Linked DNA regions of Mus musculus: region 1 is linked to region 2. A link is a contact called in public HiChIP or PLAC-seq data. All regions are on one chromosome and are shown on one strand. Each heading gives the region's core, a stretch centred on a gene start, on an enhancer-like site or on the middle of the called end of the contact. The rest is flanking DNA. Distances are from core to core; before and after follow the strand shown.

The links. HiChIP or PLAC-seq counts read pairs in DNA pulled down with a chosen protein or histone mark.
Region 1: a contact with region 2 is called in an HNF4G HiChIP or PLAC-seq map of pancreatic cancer cells. The contact joins two enhancer-like sites. A contact is called at or near these places in 3 of 15 datasets of contacts at CTCF or cohesin (CD8 T cells, large pre-B cells and stem cell-derived epiblast-like cells), 48 of 484 Hi-C or Micro-C datasets (B cells, the C2C12 cell line, CD4 T cells and 31 more), 6 of 115 datasets of contacts at active chromatin or transcription factors (double positive thymocytes, embryonic stem cells, epiblast stem cells and 2 more) and 4 of 9 other capture datasets (adipose tissue, embryonic stem cells, liver and 1 more).

The regions. Positions count from the first base shown.
Region 1 is chr1:172,097,055-172,103,349 of GRCm38.p6, forward strand. It overlaps Copa (coatomer protein complex subunit alpha), which reads left to right. Exons shown (of 33, transcript NM_009938.4): 7 at 620-729; 8 at 2,614-2,713; 9 at 4,325-4,460; 10 at 5,156-5,238. Among named protein-coding and RNA genes, the nearest start is that of Ncstn, 17 kb to the left of the region's middle. Within about 2 kb of position 2,682, at least 14 of the 459 cell types and tissues checked have an H3K27ac peak or open chromatin away from gene starts, as enhancers often do. A contact at or near this core is called in pancreatic cancer cells, where this site is marked.
Region 2 is chr1:172,184,459-172,191,084 of GRCm38.p6, forward strand. Dcaf8 (DDB1 and CUL4 associated factor 8) reads left to right here. Exons shown (of 14, transcript NM_001357204.1): 8 at 1,838-1,910; 9 at 2,397-2,454; 10 at 2,895-3,002; 11 at 4,481-4,611. Among named protein-coding and RNA genes, the nearest start is that of Pea15a, 19 kb to the right of the region's middle. Within about 2 kb of position 4,638, at least 33 of the 459 cell types and tissues checked have an H3K27ac peak or open chromatin away from gene starts, as enhancers often do. A contact at or near this core is called in pancreatic cancer cells, where this site is marked.

The DNA.
Region 1 (6,295 bases), core at 1,432-3,931, 89 kb before region 2:
TGGCTCAGCAGTTAAGAGCACTGACCACTCTTCTGAAGGACCTGGCTTCAATTCCCAGCACCTTTTTGGCAGCTTTCAACCACCTGTAAATCCAGGGACATTGTAGCTCTCTTCTGGGTTCTACAGGCACCAGGCGTACATGTGTTATACAGATGTGCATGCAGACAAACATCCATACATATCTATTAATAAAATACATTTTTAAAAAAATTAAGGTAAAAATAAAATAAATAAATAAAATTTTAAGGTGATAGAAAAAGGTATAGATTTTATGAACCTGAATGTGGACATTGAATGATTACCATTTGAGGCCACATTTTGGGAAGATTAAAGAATGGGTAGTGTTACTAATCTAAAATAGACAGCTCTTGGAGGTGAGATTTAATGAACTTAGTTGTGTCAGAATTTGGATTGGCTCCCACTAAGGGATCGTTGAGTGTTAGGGAAGAGCTAGTGAGGGGTAAGTAGGCTTGTGAGTGTGGTTCTTCCTTCCCTCTAGTTGTAGTTTCCCATTTCATTTTATCTTAGTCTTTCGCTGTACCTTTCGTGATTCTGCTACTGTGCTCTTACTGATAACATTATATTTGCATCTTTCATCCCACTCCTTAACCCTCCAAAGGTCTAAGGAAGAAAAACTTGTCTCCTGGTGCGGTGGAGTCGGATGTGAGAGGAATAACTGGCGTTGATCTGTTTGGAACCACGGATGCCGTGGTGAAGCATGTGCTAGAGGTACTTATCTCTGTCGCTCACTGTGGGTGAGGGTATGCTACTCTCTAGAGACAATCTCGGTATGCTGTTGATTTAATTTTCATCTGGAAATGAGTGTGTGATGTGTGTGGGCATGTGTGCTGCAGCACCCGTGAGGAGTCCACAGTGACAGTTCTGTGCACTCAGTTCTCTCTGTGGGTCCCAGGATTTGAACTGTGCCTTGAGTAGCAAGCAGTTTATCACTGAGCCATCTCACTGGCCCACGTTTATTTTTCAATTCTTTCAGCAAATATTTAAGTGTCAGAGACCGTCTGAGATTTGAGGAATAGAATTTAAGTAAGCCAACAGAGAAAGGAAGATTACATGTCACCTCAGAGAGAGTTATAGCATCTTGTAAATCCAGTAGGAAGAAAGCTGGACATGTGTCCCATTACTGTCATGAAGCAAAGCCATTCTTAGACCTTGTAGAAGGAGAGATCCCAAAGAAAATCAGTGAGAAGTACCAAGAGCCAGTTATGTGTAAGATGTAAGAAACTTGTTCATGGTGGGAAATAGAAAAGCCTAAGAAAAGAAACTAGGTTTTCTAAAATTAAAGTCTTACTATAAAACTACTCGCTGAAATGTGAACTGTTTAATCCCACAGATGAAAAAAAAAGAGATTTAGAAAAATTACAGTTCCCCAAAGTCCAGCTGTATGCATTGAATCCTGGGCTCCAACTTCAAAACCCACATGTTTTTACAAATACAAAATACCCTAACACTTCTCACTCAACACTGCCATGTGCATCGTTCTGCCAAAGAAATGAAGTACGGTCGTGTAAATAGCATAGAGACTGTCATGAAGTTAGCGTCCTTAACTTTATGCCCTTTAGACTCTTAAAGCTTCATAAGAATTTAATTTAACTAGTTTATTTTTATGTAGAGGAGTATTTTACTTGCATGTGTATCTGTGTACCATGTTACTGTCTGTCTGCTGCCTTCAGAGGCCATAAGAGGGTACCATATCCCTTGGAACTGAAGTTAGAAACAGTATCTGGGTGCTTGGAACCCAACCTGGGTCATTTGTAAGAGCAATCAATGCTCCTAATCGATTAGCCATCTCTGTAGCCCCTTGTTTTTGTTTTTTTGTGCACATGCCCTTCTACTGGATGACACCTCCAGCCTAAACCTGAGAACCTTTAAAATGTGGATTTTGTCAGCATACATTTTATTAGCTGTCAGAACAACGATGTCATCACTTATAATGCATCCTGTGGAAAACACCACTATGTAGTCATGGAGAATAACAATAAAGGCAAATAAAATCTTAGTAGGATTTGAAAAATAGCTTTGAACTTGTAGATTTTCCAGTGGGATCTTAGGACTCTTTCAAGGTATTTGAGAATTTAGGCGTTAACTTATAAATCTTTATCCTTATGATGTTGCAATTACTTGTAGAAATAAAACATATATAGACAAGTAAAAAGTAAGGAAAACCTAACTATAAACAAAGCTGAATTTCCTTGTGGAAATGTTTGCAACATCCCATGAGAATTTGAATTAATATTGGACATGTTGATATGGTTATTCTAATGTTCAAAGCTTTATAGTAAGCCAAAACAAACAAACAAACAAAAAAACCCAAATGTTTGTTACAAAAAAAAAAAAAGTCAAATGAAAATAAAATATCAACAAATGATCTCTACAGTGGCACAATCTCTTAAGTCTTTTGCCTTGAGTATTTCAGAGGCTGAGGAAATAGATCAGTGATAGAGTACTGACTTCAGCACCTGTAAGGCCCTGACTTTGATTGCCCGTATCACAGAAAAAGAAACAGACACATTTTGTTATAAACACTAGCATGGTTTTCTTTGAATTGTGTTTTTACAGCTGTTGTAGAAGACCCACTTTTTCTCTTTTTAACAGGGTCATGACCGTGGAGTCAACTGGGCTGCCTTCCACCCGACTATGCCCCTTATTGTATCTGGGGCAGATGACCGGCAAGTGAAGATCTGGCGTATGAATGGTGAGTAAGGTACTGGCGATGTTGCCATAGCCAAGAAAGTGGCAGCCAGCCAGCAAGGGGAAGTAGCCAGGTTTTCTGGACTTTGGCCTATTTTTCTGCCTTAGGCCTTAGTTGATTATTTACTGCTATTCCTAAGTGCATGATCATTGTCTCTTCCTCCCCTCCACACCCCTCATGGCAGTATCTTGATTTTGAGAGATATGAGCATAGTCAAGAGTAAAAGTTCATGTGACAAATTGTGAGTAGCTGCTTTGTTTTAGACTGTGTTTAGGGCCATATTTATATTATTGTGACTCAAAATTTCCATGATATAGAGTTTATATTTGTTCTCAGAATCAGCAAGTAATACATATACTATGTGGATAAAATAAGAGTAGAAGCATAAAGAATTATTTAATATAGCTGTTACAGTCAGTAGAGGTACATAATAAAAGAACAGAGATGTACAGAAAAACAGGAATTTTGGAGCTGAGGTAGCTGTGGCTACTCAAGAGGCTGAGGTAGGGGCTGGTGAGATGGCTCAGTGGGTAAGAGCACCCGACTGCTCTTCCGAAGGTCGGAAGTTCAAATCCCAGCAACCACATGGTGGCTCACAACCACCCGTAATGAGATCCGATGCCCTCTTCTGGTGCTGTCTGAAGACAGCTACAGTGTACTTTACATATAATAAATAAATTAATTAATTTAAAAAAAAAAGATTTCCTAAAAAAAAAAAAGAGGCTGAGGTAGTACAATTCCTAGGAGGTCAAAGGTAGCCTGAGCAACAGCAAAACCTTGTCTTGACACCCCCCCCCCCCCGCAAAAAAAGGTTCAAGTAACTAAAAAAAATAAACATAAAATAAAGAGGAAGAAACTTACATGAAAAACATTGTCCCATTTGGGGAAAATTGATTTAGCATTTTGCAATAGTACTTAGCACTTGCATTTAAAGAGCATCATCACAGCTGTCCATGACAGTATAGCTTTGCAATGTCTATCAGCATGACGATATAGCCTTGCAGAGTCAGCATGCATGTACATGACAGTACAGCCTTGCAGTATCAGCATGACGGTATAGCCTTGCAGTGTCAGCATGCATGTACATGACAGTATAGCCTTGCAGTGTCAGCATGCATATACATGACAGTATAGCCTTGCAGTGTCAACATGACGGTATAGCCTTGTAGTGTCAGCATGCATGTACATGATGGTATAGCCTTGCAGTATCAGCATGCATGTACATGATGGTATAGTCTTGCAGTATCAGCATGCATGGCTGAGGCAGGAGGATCACAAGCACAAGGCCGTCCTGAGCCATATAGCAAAACCTTGTCTCCTCAAAAAGCTGGGGCTAGAGATGGCTCAGTGGACCCACAGAGGGCTGAGTTTGGTTCCTAGCACCTATGTCAGGCAGCTCACAGACATCTGTTACTTCAGCTCCAGGGGCCCAAGGGCTGCCTTCTGGCCTCCACAGATACTACACTCAGATGCAAAAAACCACATACAGATAAATACACACAAAACTAAAAACACAACTAAAATCTTTTTTTTTTTTTTAAAGAATGGGTGTTGGATTTATAGATCCCAGAGTTATTACAGAGAATTGTGATAACAATTCCTTTTGTTCTTCAGAATCAAAGGCATGGGAGGTTGACACCTGCCGGGGCCATTACAACAATGTGTCTTGTGCTGTTTTTCACCCTCGCCAAGAGTTGATCCTCAGCAATTCTGAAGACAAGAGTATTCGAGTCTGGGATATGTCTAAGCGGTAAGGGAATTATTTATGTCATGTGACCAAACCCAAGAGAAGGACCCTTTCTTTGTCTTATCCTTTGTCTTCGCGCGTGCGTGCGCGCACACACACATACACACACACACACACTCCTTATGCAATATTAATATCTGTAAAAGGAAAGGAAAAAATTAGAATACTTCTTTTTCTCTTCAGCATGATGAAAAACCAAGTCCTGTGTTCTGAAGTTCTAAGGCTGTATTGCTTAGTGGTTAAAGTGCTTGCCTGTCATGCATGAGGCCATAAATGTAATCCACACTGCTGTAAAGCAGTAAATAAATAAATAAGCAAGCAACAGCAAAAACCCTTAGAGACTAAAATAGCAACAATATTTTTTAGGTACAAATCTCCCTGTATTCTTTTTCTCCTCTAAATTTGAGTATATTTTTTTCTTCCCTTCATTGTTCAGCTAAAGAGGTAGAAATGTGAACTAAAAGTACATTAGGAGAGACAAGGGAGAAACTGGCCTGCCTAGGCCTGGGTTAGTGTGAAGCCTTCCCTCCCACTGTGTTCCTTGTGGGTGTGGTCCTGATCCTTAGCTGAGTGCACAGCATTCCCTGTCTCCAGTGCACTTGTAAAGTCATCTTCCAGGCCTGCTACTCACTTTCCTTGTGCATGCTGTACTGAAGAGCCTTGATTAACGGTTTCTTCTGTACCTTTTGGTTTTCTAGGACTGGGGTTCAGACTTTCCGTAGGGATCATGATCGCTTCTGGGTCCTGGCTGCCCATCCCAACCTTAACCTCTTTGCAGCAGGTAAGGACCATTTCTTCTTCTCGCTCCTGGGATTTAGTTGAAAGTTTGTAGATTTCAAAGTGATTCTTCCTTAGCTTTGTCTCTTATAAGTGGTAATAGGAAAACAAAGAGAAGCAGAGTTTTCAGAGCCACCTACCGGAAGCTTTTCTCATTCTCATCTCTTACTTTTGGGAGATGGAGCTCTTTAGTGATCTTCACCATGAAGCTCTGTTTGACCTTAAGCTCATTCTCTGTGATGTGCTTTTAGGAGCTCATAGGAGACTAATAGTGAACATTTAGAGTTCTCAGAGTGAGAACGTAGAAGCCAAGTCTACTTCATTCATTTGTCAAATACATAATAAAATATCAGCCCATGCTCTTTATGCTGGTGTCAGAGCAGTGCATAAATACTGCCTGCCTTAGTGGAGCTTTAAGGGAGATGGTCTGTAAACTCTAAGTATAGAAAGTGATGTGTGTTTGAAGATGCCTTGAATAAAAAGTCAAGGGAAGGGAGGACGATGACAGTGGTGGCCTACAGGCTTATAGTGGGTATTCAAGAACGTGAACATGAGTGAGAAAAGGGAGACTGTGCTGTCACAGGCTGCTTTCCTAGTTTGTATGAGGTCCTGGGTTCAAGAAAGAGAAGGAAGACCAGGGAGATGAGTGACAGAAAACTATTTGGAAAAGGTTTTTAAAAACTGTGAGTTTAGGAATGTATTTAGGGGGGGGGGTATGGCGGACTTTTGGGATAGCATTGAAAATGTAAACGAGGAAAATACCTAATAAAAAAAATTTTTTTAATGGAATGTATTTAGCTATTGTATCTGTTTTCTATAGCTACAGCAAAAATGCTTCACACTGTGTACTTTTTTTTTTTTTTTTTTTTGGTTTTTTTCAAGACAGGGTTTCTCTGTATAGCCCTGGCTGTCCTGGGACCAGACTGGCCTCAAACTCAGAAATCCACCTGCCTCTGCCTCCCGAGTGCTGGGATTAAAGGCGTATGCCACCACCGCCCAGCCACTGTGTACTTTTTAAAAAGGGATTTGAGCCATGCGGTAGTGTCTGGTTGAGGACAGCC
Region 2 (6,626 bases), core at 3,388-5,887:
ACATTTTGCATTTTGGATACAATTCTGATGGCAACATGAGCAGAAAAATCAGAAGAAATATCATAGTAGTGTAGACAGAATATGATGAAGGGAAGTGGAAGAGCAGATACAACCAAAACAGCATACCCAAGGAGAGGAACTGGCAAGAAGTGAATTAGTTAGAGAAGACAGAAAATGCTCAAGGAGGGGTGGGAGGTAAACATGATAGAAAACACATTGAATACATACATGAAATTGTCAAAATTCATAAAAATAAGCATCTTAATGAAAGAGATTGTGCATGAACAAGCTGGTATCTGGTTTGGCCATTTGTGTTAGGGATAGTGTCATTGACAGAGACTGAAGGGAAAGGGATAGATTTAGAAAGGGTTTCGTTTCAGAAGGAAAATGAGTTTGCTTTGGACAGCCTAGACAGTATGTGTTAAGTAGATGCAAGTCTAAAGTCCAGTGCAAGAGACGCAGCGCAAGAGACGCAGATTTAAAGTTGAGTTCCAGATGTCAGAAGACGTAGTCGTTAAAGCATGGTAATGGAATTGTATCATCAAAAGAAAAGACAGCAACTTACCCTAATTTATAGTGGATGTATTCCCTAGTTAGCTTTGAAACCTCTGCGTAGTACTGAACCCAAAAGGTACTCTGTGGTGTGTGTGTGTGTGACATAAACCTGTGGAAGTTTATAAGTTAGGCACAGTGGTTGATTAGCCCAATGACTAATAGGAAAGTAGAATGCTAGAGAAATACTATAATGAAAGTTATTTAAAACTAGTATATTGGCTTTTTGTTTTTCTGGACCTTTTTATTCAACGTTTTGACAGTAGTTGACTACAAATAACTTCAGGAGCTTGGTGGTTTGGTGATAGTTTTTGTGGCTTGTGAGAGAGAAAACTATCCAAAAAAAACTTAAAGGAAGGAGGGAAGGAACAATGGCTCAGCCGTTATGAACATTTCTTCTCGAGGACCTGGGTCCAGTTTGTCATACCCACGTGGCAGCTCATAACCATCTCTTTACTCCAGTTTCAGGAGATGTGGTGCCCTCTTCTGACCTTTGCAGCACTACACCTGTGCATGCGATGCACATATATACACATGCAGGCAAAACACTCACACACAAAAATAAAAATAAATCTTAAAAACCTATTGCCTTATATAAAACATGGCCTCTGTCCATGAGTAATATGTGCTTTGAGATAAGTAGCATACATATAAAAAGTATAATATTAGTTGTTTCAGTGAGAATGAACTCTAAATGGGGCATAAGAGATAGATAGTTCAACCAAAAAAAAAAAAAAAAATTGGGCCGGGCGTGGTAGCGCACGCCTTTAATCCCAGCACTTGGGAGGCAGAGACAGGCGGATTTCTGAGTTCGAGGCCAGCCTGGTCTACAAAGTGAGTTCCAGGACAGCCAAGACTATACAGAGAAACCCTGTCTCGAAAAACCAAAAAAAAAAAAAAAAAAAAAGAAAAAGAGAGATAGATAGTTCAACCCATAAAGTGCCCAGCTCTCAGACACAGAGCCCGAGTTTGATCCCCAGAACACACTTAAACACGTGGAGACTGATCTTGTAGATTGAGCTGGAGAGGGAGGCACAGGAGGACCCTGGGGCTTACTTGCCAGCCAGTCTAGTCTAACTGGTGAGCTCCAGGGCACTGAGAAACCCTGACGGCAAAGGATGTGGAAAATACCTAGATAAGGTAGCGTTTGAAAATGGATTGGAGAGGAGACACCTTTGCTAAAAAGAATAAACCAAAGGCTTGGGTACGGAAAAGCCTTTGTTTCACAACTCTGCAGGGGATCATGCTGTAAGTTTTGACACTGTGATTGCTTCTTTCATTATAGGATTTATGACCAGAGGAAAATTGATGAGAATGAGAACAACGGAGTCCTGAAAAAATTCTGTCCTCACCACTTGGTAAGATTCACGAAGGGCAATGGCTCCTGACCTCCCTGACCCTGGCCTTATCCTGAGCTGCTTTCAAACTTACTGGCCATAATGTGAAGAGATTTTAACCAGACAGATTTAATCCTGGCTTCTCACTTAAAAAGGTGTATGATCTTAGGCAGCCAGTTGACCTCTATTAGTCTAATGTTCTCAGCAACAAAATGGAAATTTGCACCATCATGTGGCCTAATGAGATAATGCAGGTGAAATGGCTAGCACCCAGAAGAGAACCAAGACAGGGCCTCAGTAAGACTCTGCTATTAAGGTGGATATGTTTCCTCAGTTATATACCTCACTCTCACTTGCTCATTCCCCCACACCCCACCTCTTTCTTTCTATTTATCTCTGTCTCTGGGGAAAGATATAGGGGATTTTCTAGAAAAACCTATTCCCAAAGGTGGTATAACAAATGGGGTGGGGGTGGGGGTATCAGTCGGTATCTGCTCCTTATTGCAGGTGAACAGTGAGTCCAAAGCAAACATCACCTGTCTTGTGTACAGCCACGACGGCACAGGTACGTGTGCAGGGCCTAGCTCCTAGGCTGGCGTGCTTCCTCTGCCTAGGGAGCTGCTGAGCCAGTGAGGCGTGTGCCCTCCAGTGCTCACCACTGCACTGTAGCTCCAAGTGGAACAGCTGGGAATAGCTGCAGATGGTGAGCATGTAGTGGGACTATAGCAGACTATAGCAGACGACCCTTGGAAATGCGGGTCACAGGCTTGTCCTTACACCTTGGATTCAGTAGTGCGTTAAAGGGTGTGATCTCCTCAGTGTCACTACCCCTGGGCTGCTAATGTGTTCACTGTAGACCTTACATGCCTGCTGCTCCAAACTAAGATGGATGCCATATCTGGGTACCTAGAAACCGCATCCCAGACCATCTCCCATTCCCCCAAATCTCTTGGTCCCTGCACTTTTCAGCTCTTCCCTTCATTGCTGTGTTCTTGTTCTTGGCAGAGCTCCTGGCCAGTTACAATGATGAAGACATTTACCTTTTCAACTCTTCTCACAGTGATGGGGCCCAGTATATTAAGAGATACAAAGGCCATAGAAATAATGCTACAGGTCAGTCTGCCTTCCCAAGTCACGGTGACAACCCACATTATCTTCTTTCTCCATTGTGTAAGTGGGAACTTCCTAAGTAGACTGCCTGTGTCACCTTGGGCAGTGAGAAGTCGTCCCTAGTTGGGCTGGGATTTTCTTTTGTTCAGTGTGATTCAGGAGCGCTCAGTACCATAGCACTGCAGTGATGTTGCCACAGTTGCTTTAAGCATGAAGCTAGACTTGTTTGTTTTCTGTAATTTCAAGTACTGTAGAGTAGGCACAGAGGTCCTTTAAAAAAGCCACAGAAAGCTGCAGTGCTGAATTACATATGTGGGTAAGAGTGCATCTTTAGAGGAGAGAAAGGAATGATTCTTTTGAATAAAGCAAAGTAAGAGGAATAGTGGTAATATCTGGCCTGTTTCCCGTGAAGTTTAGCTTTTGAGTTCTGCGTCTGGTTCTCAAACATTGGGGCTCTCTAGACTCACTTCAGTCTTAATAAAAGAGCGCTGATGCCTGCCTCCTCCCACACACATTGTATTTAACTGGTGCTGGATGAAGCCGGAGCATTGGGATTTTTAAAGTATCCTAATTGGTTCTAACGTAGAGAAGGTAAAGAACTCCTGCACTTTGTTGGCACCACTCCTCTCAGCTGCGTGTCACCATTTGATCTGGAACCACTAGTAACCTTTACTACCTCTCTTGAACAGGTAAGAAGGAAAGAGGGGCAGGGGTCTGTATTTGGATTTCATTACATGGGCAAGCAAAAGGAAAAGTGTCGGTGTTGTGGCTGGTATGTGGAACTGGCTTTAATAGGTGGACTCCTATCATTGACTTTTACTTAGTTCTGCAGTGACTTCTTGTTCATGTGCTTTTGGTGCATGTGACTGTCACATACACGTGTCAGTCTCAGATCAGCTGATGACTGAGTACCAGTAAAATCCATACCAAGGAGGCTGAAGAGATGGCTCAGCAGTTAAGAGCACTGACTGTCCTTCCAAAGGACTCGGGTTCAATTCCCAGCACTCACAGGGCAGCTCACAACTGTCTGTAATTCCAGTTCCAGAGGCTCTGACACCCTCACAGAGACATACATGCTGGCAGAACAGCAGTGTACATAAAATAAAAATAAACTTTTAAAACATTAAAAATAAATAAAAATACATACCAAAAATAATCTTAGGGCTCAGGGTGGGCAGACCTGAAAATACAGAGAAGCTATTACTTTGAGGCCTATACCTGGTAAAGTATAAATGAATAGGACTTGCCCAGGGACAGCAGACTCTGGCAGCTGATAGAGCACTTTGAGAGAATGTGAAGACGCTGTAACTGGTGCGATTCTAATCATTGTCTATCACACATACACTTTCTTGTTTTATAGCAACAAAAAGAAGTATTTGGTACTCGGCTGACTCAGTCAGTGAATTACTAAATTCTCAGTGAGGTAAATACAGGCCCAGTGCCAAGGCTTAGGTGGTTTCTTCCCTCATTTATCATTTCAGTAAAAGGCGTCAATTTCTATGGCCCCAAGAGTGAGTTTGTGGTGAGCGGTAGTGACTGCGGGCACATCTTCCTCTGGGAGAAGTCATCTTGCCAGATTATTCAGTTCATGGAAGGGGACAAGGGAGGTGTGGTGAGTATGCGCTGCTGGACTGGCTGTCCCCCTAGTGTCTCAGGGCAGTAAGGCAGGTCTTAGGTAGGTCACCACATTGTCACTGCAGCTGTATGGTAACTTGTTTTAGAGACCCACATAGCTACACTAAAGGGGTTATGCCTTGAGGGTGCTGAGATTTTGAAGGAACATTTTATTCCTTCCTTCTGCCCTTTTAAAGGATTTTAGGGGGAATTTATACCCTGAGCAAAATTCTTAAGCATGGGCTTTTTCCAAAAAAGAAAACATGAATTTGGGACAAACCTTCCTATACAATGTCAAAACAAGATGTCTCTGTGCCTTGTCTCTTTAAGTAAGGTAAGGTGACCGTGGCTTATTCCTGGGTCAGAGAAAAGCTAGATGCACATTTATTTTTATTTATTTTAGAAGAAATGTTGTAAACATTTTGGAGAAATATGAGTAAAGTTTGTAAGTTAGATGACATGGAATTAAATATTAAACTTATTTGATGCACTATTTAAGAGAATATCCTTGGACTTAACCGATGCGTGCTGTATTTAGGGATAACGTGTCATGCCTGTTGTTAAATGGATACAAATAACACCTAATGCACCTGTGTAGATGCAGAAAGGAAAGCAAACGTAATAATACATGTTTTTCTTGGAGAAAACAGCTGAGGAGCCTGCTAGGTAATATTGTCACATTATTGTCTGCCTGGCATCTGAGTTTTACAAGTACCCTGTTTCAACCCCCCCCCCCCAAAAAAAAAGAATCAGGAAAATTAAGTTAAAGCTTGAGGGGTGGTCCGCTCTTCTGATGCATCTCGATTACCATTATCTTCCCCTTCTAGCACTAGGAAAGAGTTAAATAGCCTTCTAGTTAAACAAGGGTTTTAGTCACTGAAGAAAGGGAAGAGACAGTTTGGAAGATTCCTTTACTGGTTATCCAAGATGGCTTGCTTACCTAAATTCTCTCAGGAATGACGAAGTTGCTTGACCTCTCGTCCTTTGCAGTCTTCTAAGTTGGAACTTCAGGTCCAGCTCTGACTTGGTGATGCTTACCAGAAAGTGGGTTCAAGTTGAAAGTGCTTCCTTGGCAGTCAGGATCCCATTTCTTCTTGTTTCCTGGTCTGCTTCTGAGGATATTTGATATTTTTTTCTGGCTTCCTTTAAATTGTTTGGACCTAGGACATATAGATTGTCTTCTGTAGCCTGAATGTAAGAGGCTCTCTACTTCAGTTTTCATTCCTTCAGAGGTTCCTCCTCTGTCACCTGTAGGTAACAAGTTCAAAACATTGGAGTCTTAATGGAAATTCTGCAGTTCGCACATAGTGAGTCCAGAAGGACTGGCGATGCTAAACTGTTGTCTTGCGCTCTGCCCCAGAAGCAAAGCATCCCGCTGGCCAGCGTGCTTCAGCTCCGTGGTTCCCAGGTTCAGAGGGCCATGCAGTGCTCGCTCAGTGGGGAAGAGCATCTGCTTGGGACGGTTAGGTAGGTCCTAGGCCAGAGTTCCTGTGATTTTAAGAGATGTAGTGATGACCCCTGAAGAGGGTTTCTTTACTTGTTCTTGCTTTTGTGTGAGCAGAATGACTCCTATGATTCTTACCTAGTTCTTGCTGAGATCATTTGGTTTTGGTACAACCTTGGGCTCTAGTCTAGGTGTAGATGATGAAGCATTCTATATCATAAAGTAGAGTGTTAGCATCGGAGGGATCTTAAGACATTATTGCGCACCTTGCCCAGGTCTCCTAATCCTTGTTTTGGGATCCTTTCTTTGTTCCCATTCATCTTCACAGGAACGAGAGTGGGAGATGATGCCAAAGAACAACTCCTCACTCTCCCAAGAGCACTTGGATGCTCTATCCCACCCCCTACACCCCTCGCCCAGTCTTCTAAGGCCAGAGTTCTTTTCTCTGTGCAAGCATTATTGACAGAATAAGTGCTGGCGTTGAGACAGGTCTGGTGAAGTGACCAGGCCCCTTGGTCCCCTGGCCCAGAGGTTCTGTGTCTGCTCCTGCAGGCTCCAGTTCAGGTATT